2 separate regions of the Rattus norvegicus genome follow, and region 1 is linked to region 2. A link is a contact called in public Hi-C data. All regions are on one chromosome and are shown on one strand. Each heading gives the region's core, a stretch centred on a gene start, on an enhancer-like site or on the middle of the called end of the contact. The rest is flanking DNA. Distances are from core to core; before and after follow the strand shown.

The links. Hi-C and Micro-C count contacts between places; a contact is called where the count stands out from the background.
Region 1: a Hi-C map of Schwann cells shows a contact between it and region 2, with 8 times the contacts expected there. The contact joins the promoter of Ccdc74a here to the enhancer-like site in region 2. A contact is called at or near these places in 9 of 12 Hi-C or Micro-C datasets (the A7r5 cell line, Schwann cells, frontal cortex and 5 more).

What each region holds. Positions count from the first base shown.
Region 1 is chr11:96,863,050-96,869,595 of GRCr8, reverse strand. Ccdc74a (coiled-coil domain containing 74A) reads left to right here and starts at 5,056. Exons shown (of 8, transcript NM_001419901.1): 1 at 5,056-5,353; 2 at 6,219-6,263. The coding sequence starts at 5,095. LOC120095812 (U6 spliceosomal RNA) reads left to right here and starts at 3,905; the gene lies at 3,905-4,011. Smpd4 (sphingomyelin phosphodiesterase 4) reads left to right here. Exons shown (of 20, transcript NM_001167806.2): 16 at 232-428; 17 at 695-928; 18 at 1,028-1,159; 19 at 1,273-1,401; 20 at 1,601-2,791. The coding sequence ends at 1,930.
Region 2 is chr11:96,674,795-96,681,575 of GRCr8, reverse strand. Scarf2 (scavenger receptor class F, member 2) reads left to right here. Exons shown (of 11, transcript NM_001105864.1): 11 at 1-1,333. The coding sequence ends at 622. Among named protein-coding and RNA genes, the nearest start is that of Scarf2, 13 kb to the left of the region's middle. Within about 2 kb of position 2,870, at least 14 of the 93 cell types and tissues checked have an H3K27ac peak or open chromatin away from gene starts, as enhancers often do. A contact at or near this core is called in Schwann cells, where this site is marked.

The DNA of each region.
Region 1 (6,546 bases), core at 3,807-6,306, 190 kb before region 2:
GTCAGATATTCTGGCTATGTCCTGTACAGGTCCCTCCCTCTGTGAGGGTTTCAGTCAGTGGGGGTGAAGAGCTCTCCCTCCCTTCCTTTTGACATTGAAAGCAGAAGCCTTTCTCTCTAACTTGGAGCCTGGAAATACAACATTGCCAAGGCTCTTCAGAAGCCCAAGAAGATTTTCCAGAACCCTGAAAGCAGGTGCCAGACAGAGCTTGCTCTTGCTCTGGCCTTCTAGGTGAGCAGCTGTTCCTGGAGCCAGAGCTCATCATTCCCCACCGCCAACATCGGCTCTTCACAGCCACCAGCAGCTTCCTGTCACCATGGCCCCCTGTTGTGACAGATGCCTCGTTCAAGGTGAAGAGCCATGTCTACAGCCTGGAGGGCCAAGACTGCAAATATACCCCAATGTTTGGTCCTGAAGTCCGAACCCTGGTGAGTAGCCAAAAGCCCACCTGCTGTGGGGTCCCAGAAGCTGTGAGGACCAGCAGAACCAAGGAAGGGAGGAAGGCTGGGGACTGAGTGGATGGTCTAAGTATAATGGCTAGTTTTTTTTCTCATATGAAGATTGTCCACCCAATTAATCATAAGATGTTCCTTTTCCCTCGGGGACACTCCTAGAGCTGATTCCTCAGGGCTACCCTGCCCAGTGGCAGTGACAGCACCTCTGGTGGGCGCTTGAGCCTGTGCCTTTCTTGCAGGTCTTGCGCCTTGCTCAGCTCATCACACAGGCCAAGCAGACTGCCAAGTCCATCTCTGATCAGTGTGTGGAGAGCCCAACTGGCCGCTCCTTCCTGTCATGGCTGGGTTTTGGCTCCACAGACACAAATAGCTGGTACCCAGCCAATGACCCGGATGAAATGGGTCAGGACAGCATCCGCAAGACAGACGAGTACCTAGAGAAGGCCCTGGAGTACCTGCGCCAGATATTCCGGGTATGTCCTGTGCAGGTCCCTCTGTGAGGGTCAGTCAGTGGGCTGAAGAGCTCTCCCTCCCTTCCCTTTCGAGTTGAAAGCAGAGGCCTCTCTCTCCAGCTCAGCGAAGCCCAGCTGGCCCAGCTCACACTCGCCCTGGGGAATGCTCGGGACGAGAATGGGAAGCAGCAGCTCCCAGACTGTATTGTGGGGGAAGAAGGACTCATTCTCACACCCTTGGGCCGATACCAGGTAAACGATCTCTGTCACAAGGGGCATATGATGATGGGCACATGATCTGTTCTTGCCCAAGTCATTTACAAGGATATACTTTTGGAATTATTCCCACTGCTTTTGGCTTCTAGATCATCAATGGTCTGCGAAGGTTCGAGATTGAGTACCAGGGGGACTTAGAGCTGCAGCCCATCCGGAGCTATGAAATCACTAGTCTGGTCCGTGCACTCTTCCGGCTGTCTTCTGCCATCAACCGCAGAGTAAGTGGGACAGCTGGGAGGCCCTAGACATAGCTTCCCGAGCACTCCTGCCCTGGGCAGCATCTTCCCCTTCACAGCCCTGCTTGATCCTGCGAGACATGGGTGGGAGTGAGCCTGTGAGAATCAGTTGGCCCCAGAGGTGCCCTGGAAGGGAGGGTGCTCTGTGTCCCCAACTGCTGAGTCCTTGTTTGTTCTCCAGTGTGCAGGACAGATGGCAGCTCTGTGCTCCCGGAATGACTTCCTTGGCAGCTTCTGTCGCTACCACCTCACTGAGCCTGCCTTGAGCAACAGACACCTGCTGAGCCCTGTGGGGCGGAGGCAGGTCACCACCCCTGCACGGGGCCCCAGACTCAGCCTCCGTTTCCTGGGCAGTTACCGGACACTGCTCCTGCTCCTGATGGCCTTCTTTGTGGCTTCTCTGTTCTGCATCGGGCCCCTGCCCTGCTCCTTGCTCCTGGTCCTAGGGTATATCCTCTACGCCATAGCTATGACACTGCTCACTGAGCGGGGGAAGCTGCACCAGCTCTGAGCTGCTGGCCATTCTCTCCTGAGTAGATTGTGGCAGGCTTCTTAGAAGCCAGGAAGAGAGGGATAGGTCATCTTCAGAGTCTTTGGGAGTAGTTTCCCTGCAGTGGTGGAGTTATTCAAAAGAATGTAGAGTTGGAAGGGAGAGTGATCCAGGCAGGCCTGATACGGAGGGAAGTGTCAGCAGGTTCATGAGCTGTTCTGTAAGACAATCAGTGCTCGCCATGGGTCCTCACCCTCAGTCCAAGGGCCCACAAGCATCTGAGCTAGAATTCAAGGGCTTTGTGACCATTTCACGATTCTGCCGTACAGAGTTCAGGAGCTAGTGTACCCACAGCAGGCTCTAGTTCTAGGCTCTGGGAGCTGCTCCTGTGTGGGTCTCTCTGAGGTGGGCAGGATGGGTTGTGATATTTTTTCTACTGGGCATGCAATACCAGGGCAGCAGCTCAGTATCTACTCCAGAGGAGAAGCAAAGTTCTTAAGAGACTGAGCTTGGGGGTGGAGCTGGGTCCTGCCAGCCTCTGTGGACACAACTCAGCAGCATTTGGTTCTGCCTGTAAAACCAAGGAATTTAAGAGAACATCAAGTTTGTAACAACACTACGAAAAAAACCACCTTCACATCAAAGCTAAGACACCAAAGGCCTGGAATTCATCCTGCAGGTGGCGCTGCAGCGCCATCACCATGCTGCTCGTAACCCGCCCTTTGTTTTGGGTTTTTTACAGAAAAAAAAAAAAAACCTTTTTTTCTTCAAGCTTATCACTGGGCTTTGTATTTTGATGTAACTTCATCATGGGACCCATAACCAAAAGTCAGCCCTGAACACAGCTGACCAAGTCCAAATAAACCATTCTTGCTTCAGAGATCGTCTGGGCTGAATCTCTGGCACTTGGGAACCGCTCAGCAAGCTCCTGGACACAGCACCTCCTTACCCTGTGATGCTGTTCTTTCTTCCTGAAAGTCCTGTTTCCTCCCCAGGGCATGTTGGATTCAACTTGAGAAACAAGGCCATGGCAGACTAACCCTGAGGTGGGGGGCAGGCCCTATGGTGCTCTGAGAACTGACTTCCCTGCACAACACCAGAGAACAAATACTTCATTAGCTTCCAGAAACTTTCTCTTTTCTTAATGTCATTTTTATTTTATGTGAGTGAGTGTTACTTGTGTGTGTCTGCTCATCAACATGTACGCATTGCGGAAGGAGGCCAGAAGAGGGTGTTGATGGGTGCTGGAGACCAAACTCTTCTGTACTGTTCTTAAGCAACTGCTGAGCCATCTCCTCAGCCTCCAGAAACTTAAGAGTCATGGGCAGATGGATCTGATCTATGCTAGCCAGCTCCAGGCCAGCATCTTCCTGGGAGTACAACCCCCTTATGGTGGGAAGGACAGTTGCCATTTGAGTGTCCCTGAATGACTAGCCCTTATCAATAACCCTATCAATATTTCTCTTTTGTGTGTGGGGCAGAGATAATTTCTCTGTGTAGCCCAGGCTGGCCTCGAACTCAAAGATTCTCCTGCTTATGCTTCCCAGGTGTTGGGATCAAAGATTTGTGCCTATCGATATGTATGAGATGAATCTTTTTAATTTTTTATTTATTTTTTACTCTTATAGTTTTACACACACACACAGGTCATATCTACCCCTCCAAGTCCCCCTGCAGTTTAGGGTTTTTTTTAGATTGATTTAATGGGGTGCGGGGGACTACAGTACATGCATATGTGCCATGGTGTATGTATGTAAGTCAGAGCAGAAGTTGAAGGAGATTGCTATCTCCTCTCATGTGGGTTTGAGGAATGGAACTAGGTTAGGCTTTGAAGCAAGTCTCACCTGCTGTCACAGTTAGCTTTCAGTTGTCAACTTGAACCATCTGGGAAAGGGACCTTTTCTTGATATAGACAAGCCTAGTCCACTGTGGGCAGTACCATCCCTAGGCAGGTAGGTCTGGGTGTTTGAGAAAGGAAGCTAGAAGGGAGCCGGGGTGCTTGCTTTGGCAACACACATACTAAAATTGGAATGATACAGAGAAGATTAGCATGGCCCCTGAGCAAGGATGACACGCAGATTCGTGAAGCGTTCCATATTTAAAAAAATAAAAAGGGGGAGCTGGGGAGGAAGCCCCAAGCAGTATTCTTTCTTTGGTGTCTGCTTCCAGCTCCTGCCTTGAGTTCCTTCTTGGCTTCTGTCCATGATAGACCTGTAAGCTAAAATAAACCCTCTGATCCATTTTGCTTTTGGTCATGGTGTTTATCACAACAAAAAGTAGGATGCTCATTGGGAGGTGACTTGCATAGCCTTCTCTTAGACGTTTAATTTCCAAACCAGGCATGGTGGTACATTCCATTAATCTCAGGATTCAAAAGAAGCAGAAGCAGATCTCTTGAGTTTGAAGCCAGCCAGGCCTATATAGCTAAACTGTCATTCATACAGACAGACAGACAGACAGACAGACAGACAGACATAAATCTGCCATGTCATTAAGTAAATGGCCTGGTTTTCAAGTGGGTAAGAGATGAGCCAGCAGTTAAGAGAGCTCCCCCACCCCTTTCTATACCCACAAAGATTCTGTGAGTGTTGGAAGATTTTTTGAAACTATTACTATGTATCCAAAAAAATGAACTATTAAAACGAAAAACTAAGACCAACTCTAAAAGCCAGTGCTTTGGTTTACATCTATAATCCCGGTTTACACGGTGAATATTACAAACTAGTTTCACTTTGAACCTGGTTCAAAAGTAAAAGGGGACTAGGGTCATGGCTCAGATGATACAGTGTTTTCTGCCCAAACAGGAGGACCCAAATTCGGGTCCCTAGCACCCATATGAGAAGTGGGGAGGGAAGGCGCACACCCGGGGATCCTCGCTCTAGGAGGCGGGGAAATGGGAAGATCCTGGGGCTCATGGGCCAGCCCAGCTAGCCACAAGACCTCTTCTCAAAAGCTATGAGGTGGGGAGGCCCGACGTCGAGCGCTGGTCTTCACACGCACACGCATGGGTACGCACACGGCACACAGAGCACTGTAACAAGACCTAAGGTCCCGACAGGTTCCGCCGAACGCCGCGACAGGCCCCGCCCCGCGTCGCGCCCACCCCGTCCTCTCCGGCGCGCCCGTTCCCATGGCGACCGGGTGCCAGGCTCCAGCAGCCAGTACTGAGCGGCGGCAACGCCTTCATGAGCGGGGCCGGGCTGGCGGCCGGGGCGCGGCCCCTCAGCTCCGCGGCCCCAGGCTCCCGGGGTGCGGCCCGCCTACGCCCGCGCCCTCCCGCCGGCCCGCAGCACGCGGGGACACAGCCGCCTCCCCTCGGGCTCAGCGAGGCACAGAAGCGGATCCTGGACCTGGAAAAGAGCCTGCAGTTCCTACAGCAGCAGCACTCGGAGACGCTGGTCAAACTCCACGAGGAAATCGAGCACTTGAAACGGGAGAACAAGGGTGAGCCACTGGGTGCTGACCCAGCATTTACAGCCTGAAGGTCGTGGCCATCAACTCTGAACAGTCTCCGGGTGCGGGGAAGGACGCGGGAGACTTCTCTTCGGTAGGGCCTGCCAACAGGCTCAGTCCTCCTGTGTCCACCAGCCCAGATGGACGCTGACCCTCTTGTGCACTGTGCAGGGCAGGGTGTGGTCCAGCTCGTTATTTAAAACTGTTGCCGAAGTTATACAGCACAGCAAATTCCAGTAAATGGTCACCAACTAAGCACATCCAGATTTTAGGCAGGGACTGCCAGGATGCTGCTCCACGTGGATCCCGTAAAGCCAGGGCACCCATTATGCTCCCCACCCCCAAGGCTTGGCCTACTCAGAACTTCAGGCCACCCCTGTGACATAACTGAGCTCTTCAGAAGACTGTCTACATCTCAGCTAGGGTTCCTCTGCTTCCTCCCATTCCATGCCTGTGCCTCAGTTTCTCCCTCTGGTGCTGTCTTTTCCAGGACTCCCAATGATTCTCTCACTGGGTATTTTATTACATTAGGACTCTGTTTGCTTGAGGCTCACCCCATGTCCAACTGACCAGCCCCATGTCACACCCCACTTACCATTGCCAGGGGCTCCTGGAAGGCTAGCCATCCCGTCTCACTTCAGCAGCCCTGCAGCCCTGCCCCTGCCTGGCCTGGTGGATGGGCACCTTGCAGGTGTTGGGGATGACAGGGATCAGCTAGAGGCATTTCTGGTCTGAGAGGCCCGAGGTAAAGGCTTGGTGGAAAAAGCTGGTGGGACCCATGGGAAGAGCAGGCCACACTTGTGCTCTGAGTGGCTGTAGATTTGAAGTGTGATAAGGAGTATTTGCTTGCTTTCAGATCTCCACTACAAGCTAATCATGAATGAGAAGCCTCAGAAAAAAGGTAGGACTCAGGTGCTTGCAGTGAGTTACCACTTATGTCTATCTGGTAGCACAGAGCCCTGCATGCTAACCCAGAAGGGACCAGTGCTGGGCACTTGGACAGGTGGCACTTTCCCCAGCCATAGCTGGCTGGCGGGCTCTCTGCACCAAAGGCATGGTCTGTGCAGTAGGGAGAGTGAGAAGGCGGCATACCCTCCATCTGCTGAGCAGAACCCCTGAAACAGGAGTGGCCTGGGCCCCCATTCCCTGGTAGGTTGATGGCTGTTGTGGTACCTGCTTCAGGT
Region 2 (6,781 bases), core at 1,621-4,120:
GACCCGATGTGAGGCTGGGGGCTTGTCACTGTCCCCATCGCCCGAGCGCAGGAAGCCACCGCCACCCGACCCTGCCACCAAGCCTAAGGTGTCCTGGATCCACGGCAAGCAAGGCGCCGTGGCCGCTGCACCTTCGCCGCCGCCCGCAGGCCGCAAGGCTGCGCCGAGCCCTAGCGGGAGGAAACGGACCCCCAGCAACATGTCGGTGCAGCCCCCGGGCCTGACCGAAGAAGCCACCGGCCCGGCCTCACCCACGCCACCCCGCGCCCGAGCGCGCGGCCGCGGCCCGGGTCTCTTGGAGCCCACGGACGCGGGAGGTCCCCCGCGCAGTGCGCCCGAGGCCGCCTCTATGCTGGCAGCCGAGCTGCGCGACAAGACTCGCAGCCTGGGTCGCGCCGAGAAGCCGCCGCCGCCTCAGAAGGCCAAGCGCTCCGTGCTCCCGGCGTCGACCGCCCGCGCGGCTTCGGCGTCCGAAGCCTCGGCGTCTGAGAAGGTGGCAGCCAGCGCACCTGAGCCCGAGACACCTCGGAAGAAGACCCCCATCCAGAAACCGCCTCGAAAGAAGAGCAGGGAGGCTGCGGGGGAGCCGAGCAGGGCGGGCGCGGCCCCCGGAGCTTCCTAGGCTCGCAGCCCCAGGAGCCACTGCGTTTCTCACCGTCGTTTCCCCGCGCAGTCGCAGCGAAGGCATTTCATTGGCCCGAGCGCCCAGTGCCCGCTCGAGCCTGTGTCTGATTGGCTTAGGCTCCAGCAGCCTCCACGTGGTTGGATCTGCCCTTGGGCCTCGCAGACACTTAGCTGGCTACCCGCTCCCACTAGCAAACTTGTGGAGCTTTTTTAGTAATCTGCGTCTCCTTGGCCATAGCTTGAGGAGTCTACAGACTTCTTACTGGCCAAGAAGAGTGTTCTTGCCTGGGCCACCTTGTCATTGGCCGATGCCAGCAGCGCTTCTGCTTCTTGGCTGCCTCTCATTTGCCAAGGCCTGGTGCCTATGGCTGTAGGGTCTTTTTCTTTGTAGATAGTCAGAGGTTGCTTCCATTAACTGGGCTCCCCAGTATCTGGTTGACCCAAACCTGGGGAGCAGAGCTGGTTTCTGCTCCTCAGGGGGCTCAGCCATGTTGGCTTGTCCCCTTCCCACTCACTCATGCCAGCCCTGGTCCCTCAGCCATCGAGCTGGTTTTGATGGCTTCCTATCACCCCACGAGGGAACCCCAGGGGCTACTCTGGTGGCCGTAGATGTATTTATAGGCCCCGGGCAGGGCTTCTCCCTTCCCATCTGAGGCCTTCAGGATGGGCTCCTCCTAGCAGGCCAAAGCTTTCTTTAATAAAATGCTTCTCCCCACTCCCAGTGCTCTAATTACTTCCTGCTGGAGGTTGTGGAGCACAGATGACCTCTTATGGAACCTGTATGCAGCATCTTCTGGACTCCTGCAGTTAAATGGAACCTTGGAGTTCCCCCGGTGCGGGTCTCCAGGAACGACACGAAAATATGCCAATTCCGCCAGTCCTGAACTACCGCTTGGAAGAAAAGGGATCTGTGCTGGGGGGATCCAGAAGTCAGAACTGTTTCTGGTGAGACAGAGGTGAGGGCAAGGGACACTGTGCAGTGCGCCCAGACTCCAGCCAGGCCTCACAAAGCAGCCTGTCCCTGCTTGCTCCCATAGGTGCCTTGTCCTGAATGAAAACCTCCCTACCTCATCTCCACGTGCTCCAGCAGGGGAAGAAAGGGAAGGTAGCCTGCTTGGCCTTCTCTGGAGCCATTTGTCTGCCCCCATCCCACCCTAGCACCTTTACGTCTCCCGGCAGGCTCCTAACGGCCTTTCTGAGCCTTGGACCTCTGGTCTTCAGGGATCCTACTGGCCTTAGTTTCTGAAAGCCATCTGTCTTGGTTCCTTCTAGCCCCCTACCTCCAGCAGACTCTCTTCCTGTCTCTAGTATCTTTTTTGTTGTTAGGACAGGGTATGAACTTAAACTTCTGCCCCAGCTTTCCAAGTGGGAAGCCATGTGGATGCTGGGTATCCAATTTAAAAAAAAACCAAAACAACAACAACAAAAATGCTCCTATCTTCAGAGCCAACTCTCCGGCACTTTCTCCTATCTGCTTATGCCCAGTTTAAATTTTCATTCTGTCAACAGCTTCCTAGCTTCAAGTATCATCCATGTTGGCAGCTCCCGGGGCCTCTTTTTGGCCAGGCCCTTGTTCTCTGGCCACATAGTACTCTGAGGTCAGCTTTGGTCCCATACAGGGATTCAGCCACCAGAGGGGAGACAGCGTCCAGAGCAGCTGATGGATACAGTGCCCTAAGCTGGCCTGGCTGGGCAGCTTGTGGTTGGCAGCCCTGTTGTCTCTGTGCCAGATGCTTCCCTCGGCCAGGCAGGCACCTTCCTGCTGTGCTCTTGTGGTTTGATTGGCCTTGGATCCATCGAGGCACTAAGTCATACTAGCTGCCAGGGCTGACGTCAGGCGCAGCGCCAGGCAGAAAGGGGCAGAGGCAGGACAGTCAGTGTCGTGTGGAACATTGTTTGGCCCCACTCTTACTCATTCTGTGTCCCTACCAAGCCGTCCTGCCACAATGGCCTCTCACTCAGTTCCTTATTCCACACCTCCATTTCCTTAGTCTGCACTGGTATGATTTGGGCAGTTCAGGAATGTCTCGGTGCTGGCCTGGGGCCTTTCCTCCCACTGTCCAGGAAACCTGACCTGCAGGAGCCTCTCTGTGGGCCTCTCCTGGACAGAGACCAGTGCTTCCCATCATCCGCCAGTCCTGCTGCCTGTCCCCTAGGAGAGTTCCCCTTAAATGTCTTTCACCACCCAGTATTCCCCACCCCCTCTGGGCTTGCACTAGTGCCAGCTCTCGGGGCAGGCGCCACAAAAGGGAACCACGACTGCTGGAACCTCGGTTGCCATGGGGACGGGGACCACAGAGCTCACATCTGGTAGTAATTGAGGAGGAAAAATTATGAGTGGTGGAAAACGCAAATATTTTTTTGTAGCACAGAGCACAAAGGAATGTGGGGACTGGAGAGGGGCCTGGGCTCCGTCTGGTTTCCAGCAGGATGTAGCACACATCACTCAGAGAGGCCAGGCTGTGCCAGACAGCTCATACATGCACACACACCAGCAGTTTCTGTCTTGTGGTACACATACCTTTGCCACTAGATGCATGGAAATACCAACACAGTGCAACACACACGAATGTGCAACAAACCAGAGTAACTCAGAAACACAGAACAAACACGTGGCCGTGTGTGCCCTATGTAACTGCATCCAAATTAAAAGAGACAAATACTCATGGCTCCAGAACTCCCTGGGACACACAGAGGCACCCAGACACACCATCTGCTAGAAATGGACCTTCATGTCCAGTACAAATGGGCAGCAGCACGGTGCATGCAGACCAAGGGACACAGACTGTGCCACACACATGTCTAGACAGCCATAGTCATGCAGAGAGGACTGCCAGCCCTCAGAATACACAAACGAAGGGCAGGGAATACACAGCAAATCCAACAGACATGGGAACACAAGACACCCTACAGCACATGGGCTTCAGGCATGGTGAAGAATCAGACCATACCCTGTGAATCACATGGGCCACCTGGTGCGTGGAAACTGAATTCCTTGAAGCATGCCTACACATAATTCATGGTGCAATGAAAACAGAGGCAAGTTCTGATCCCACACACATAGCCACTACACACAGAAACAGGCAACAAACATGCCACACACTCACCAAACATGTTCTCTGTAACACATACCTCTCTGTACTAGACAAAATGTCAACACGTACCCAGCACTTCACCACACTCAGGAGCCTGCATTTCAACCTGTCACACCGACACCACGGTCACCTGACAAAAACATTGAGAGACACCCCTCTGCTATCTCTGAAACACACAGCAGACACAGACACAGTGACATGATCTGTAACAACCACACATTCTACCAAAGCCAATAGATACAAAAGACTACATGCACACACACACACACACACACACACACACACACACACACACACACACCATGACCTCCTGATGTACAAACACACAAAAAAGACTCAGAAAAGCGTATTCAGTCCATAAGTAAACACACATGTGCAGCATGGCCACACAGTAACCAACTAAACCTGGAGGTGTGCATACTCCTGAAACACAGCCGGATGTGTTGGAAGTTACCTGAGTTCTGTGATCCAGAAGAGCAGGGGGTGTAGCATGCACAATGTCCTGGTTCAATCCCCAGCATCACCAAAATGAACAAGACAAGCAACAACAACAAAACAAGGGGGACAGAGGGAACAGAAAGTTGATCAGGATAAGGTAACAGGTCTTCTATATTTGCAAAGACTTGGGCTGAATAATGGACCTTCTTAGCCACTGAAGCTCCAGCAACCTCTGACTAGCGTGGCTGCTGGGGGTGGGTGGCTACAGAAGGATCAGTGAACACAGTAGGTATGAGCTTCTTGTTGCACACAGCAGCATAGGATACACCCCCAAGGACTTTTTTCCCCCCCAGGTGGTGTTTCATTAAGCTCAGGCTAGCCTTGAACTAGCTTTGTAGCTGAAGATGACTTGAGCTTCTGATCCCCTAACCCCCAGCTGCTGGGATTCATGTCTGGTTTATACAGTGCTAGGAATCATGGTGTTTGCCATGTCTGGTTTATACAGGGCTAGGGATCGAACTCAGAACTTTGTTCAAGCCAAGTAAGCGCTCTACCAACTAAGCCACGTTCCTGAGTAAGGAACATACGTTCCTAAGCTGTGTTCAGTGGCTTTATAATTCTCATTTTATGTGTATGAATGTTTGCCTGGTACCTGTGGAGCTTAGAAGAGGGTGTCAGATCTCTTGGAACTGGAGTTCAAATAGGTGGCTGTGAGCTACCATGTGGACGGTGGGACTTAAACTCAGGTCTTCTGAAAGAGCAGCTGGAGCTCTTAACTGTTCACTCATCTCTCCAGCCCACCCCAAACCCTATTATTTTTAAAGACAGGGTCTTACTATGTAGCCCTTGCTGTCTTGGAATTCTGTGTAGTCTAGGCTCGAACTCACAGAGCTACACCTGCCTCTGTCCCCTGGGATTAAAGGTGTGTACCACAACGTCCAGCTTACAGTGGCTTTTTATTACTGCTTTTCTGTACACTTTAAAGCACATTGAGTGAGTGTTTAAAGCATTCATTCTAGAGGCATGACATTAGGCATTTTCTTTCTTTTTTTTTTTTTTTTTTTTTTTTGTTGTTGTTGTTGTTGTTGTTCTTTTTTTCGGAGCTGGGGATCGAACCCAGGGCCTTGCACTTCCTAGGCAAGCGCTCTACCACTGAGCTAAATCCCCAACCCCTGACATTAGGCATTTTCAATCACTCTGCTGTCCCTTATGTGGCAGGACACCCTTGATATTTTAGGGCTAGAGACGGGACCTTTTTGAACACGTTGAAATCCATTGTTAGCAAGGTAGAACTGTTCTAATGGTGCCATCTAGTGGTGAACACCAGCAACACCTGGAGCAGAAATGAGTCCTCGTAGAAAAATAACCCAGGGTGTGTTGCTAGGAGAGGACACTGAGGTGGGGATCCCAGGCTCAGGTCTTTGACCAAAGTTGGCAGTAGCCAGCTAGGGGAGAAGCTCAGAGATTGCTAGATGCTGGTGGTCTGGTGGGGTAGGAGTGGCAAGGACAGGAAGACACAGGGAAGTGAGGCAAGAGAGGTGAGGTGGGGGGTGAGTTGCACTGCCCACCTTGAGGGCACCTTCCAGACTCACAGACCTTCTGCTAGGCTTCTGTTTTTAAACTTAAAAATAATTATAGTGTTATGTGATGTGCGTGCACATCTCAGTGCAGGCACAAGATGCCATCGTGTACTGTGGCGGTCAGAGGCCAGCTTTGGAGAGGCAGAGCTCCCCTTTCACTGTGGAGAGAACCAGTCAGGCTTATGAAGTAATTGTATCTGCCCTGGTGAGCCATAGTGGCTTGTCATTGCTGGAGCACGTTGCAGGCCGCCCATCCCTCAAGATTTTCTCTCTCTCTCTCTGTCTTTCTCTCTTTCTCTCTCTCTTTCTTTCTTTCTTTCTTTCTTTCTTTCTTTCTTTCTTTCTTTCTTCCTGAGACAGAAAGGGTTTGACTTTGTAACCATGGCTGTCCTGGAACTTGCTATGTAGACCAGGCTTGTCTCAAATTTAGAGATCAGAACTGGCTTAGGATAGTTTCCTGGATTCATCAATCGAGTTTCCAGATTCCTACTCCTGTGACCTGGGAGCAGGACTCACGTTAAGGCGGACGTTACACTGTAGATCATCTTTGCTCCCTGTCTTTGCCCTCTGCTGGTTTATCCAGCTTTAGGGGCAGAGGAAACAGGCCATTCGGTAAAGTGCTTACTGCACAAATACGAAGGCCTGTGCTTCATGTCCAATGCTCATACTTGAGATTCCAGCTCTGACAAGGCGGAGGACGGCCAGAGCTCTGGGGTTCACCACACAGCCTCGTCAGAGTCCAAAGTCCTAAAGAAGGATGCTGGCAAATGGTTCTTGAGGAAAGATCCCCGAGCTTCCCAATTCAGCTAGACCTGCAAGCCCTAGGGGTCCTTCTGTCTCTACTTCCCCTGAGATTACGAGCATGTCACCAATCCTGACTTCCTGCGTAGGTGCTGGGGATCTGAACATAGGCATGCGTCGCTAATTTCAACTTCTGTTTATTGGTGTGTGTGTCTGATGTGTGTGCATGCATGAGTGTGTGCACCCATGTGTTTATTTACAGAGGCCAGAGAAGGACATCAAGTGTCTTGTTCTATCACTCTC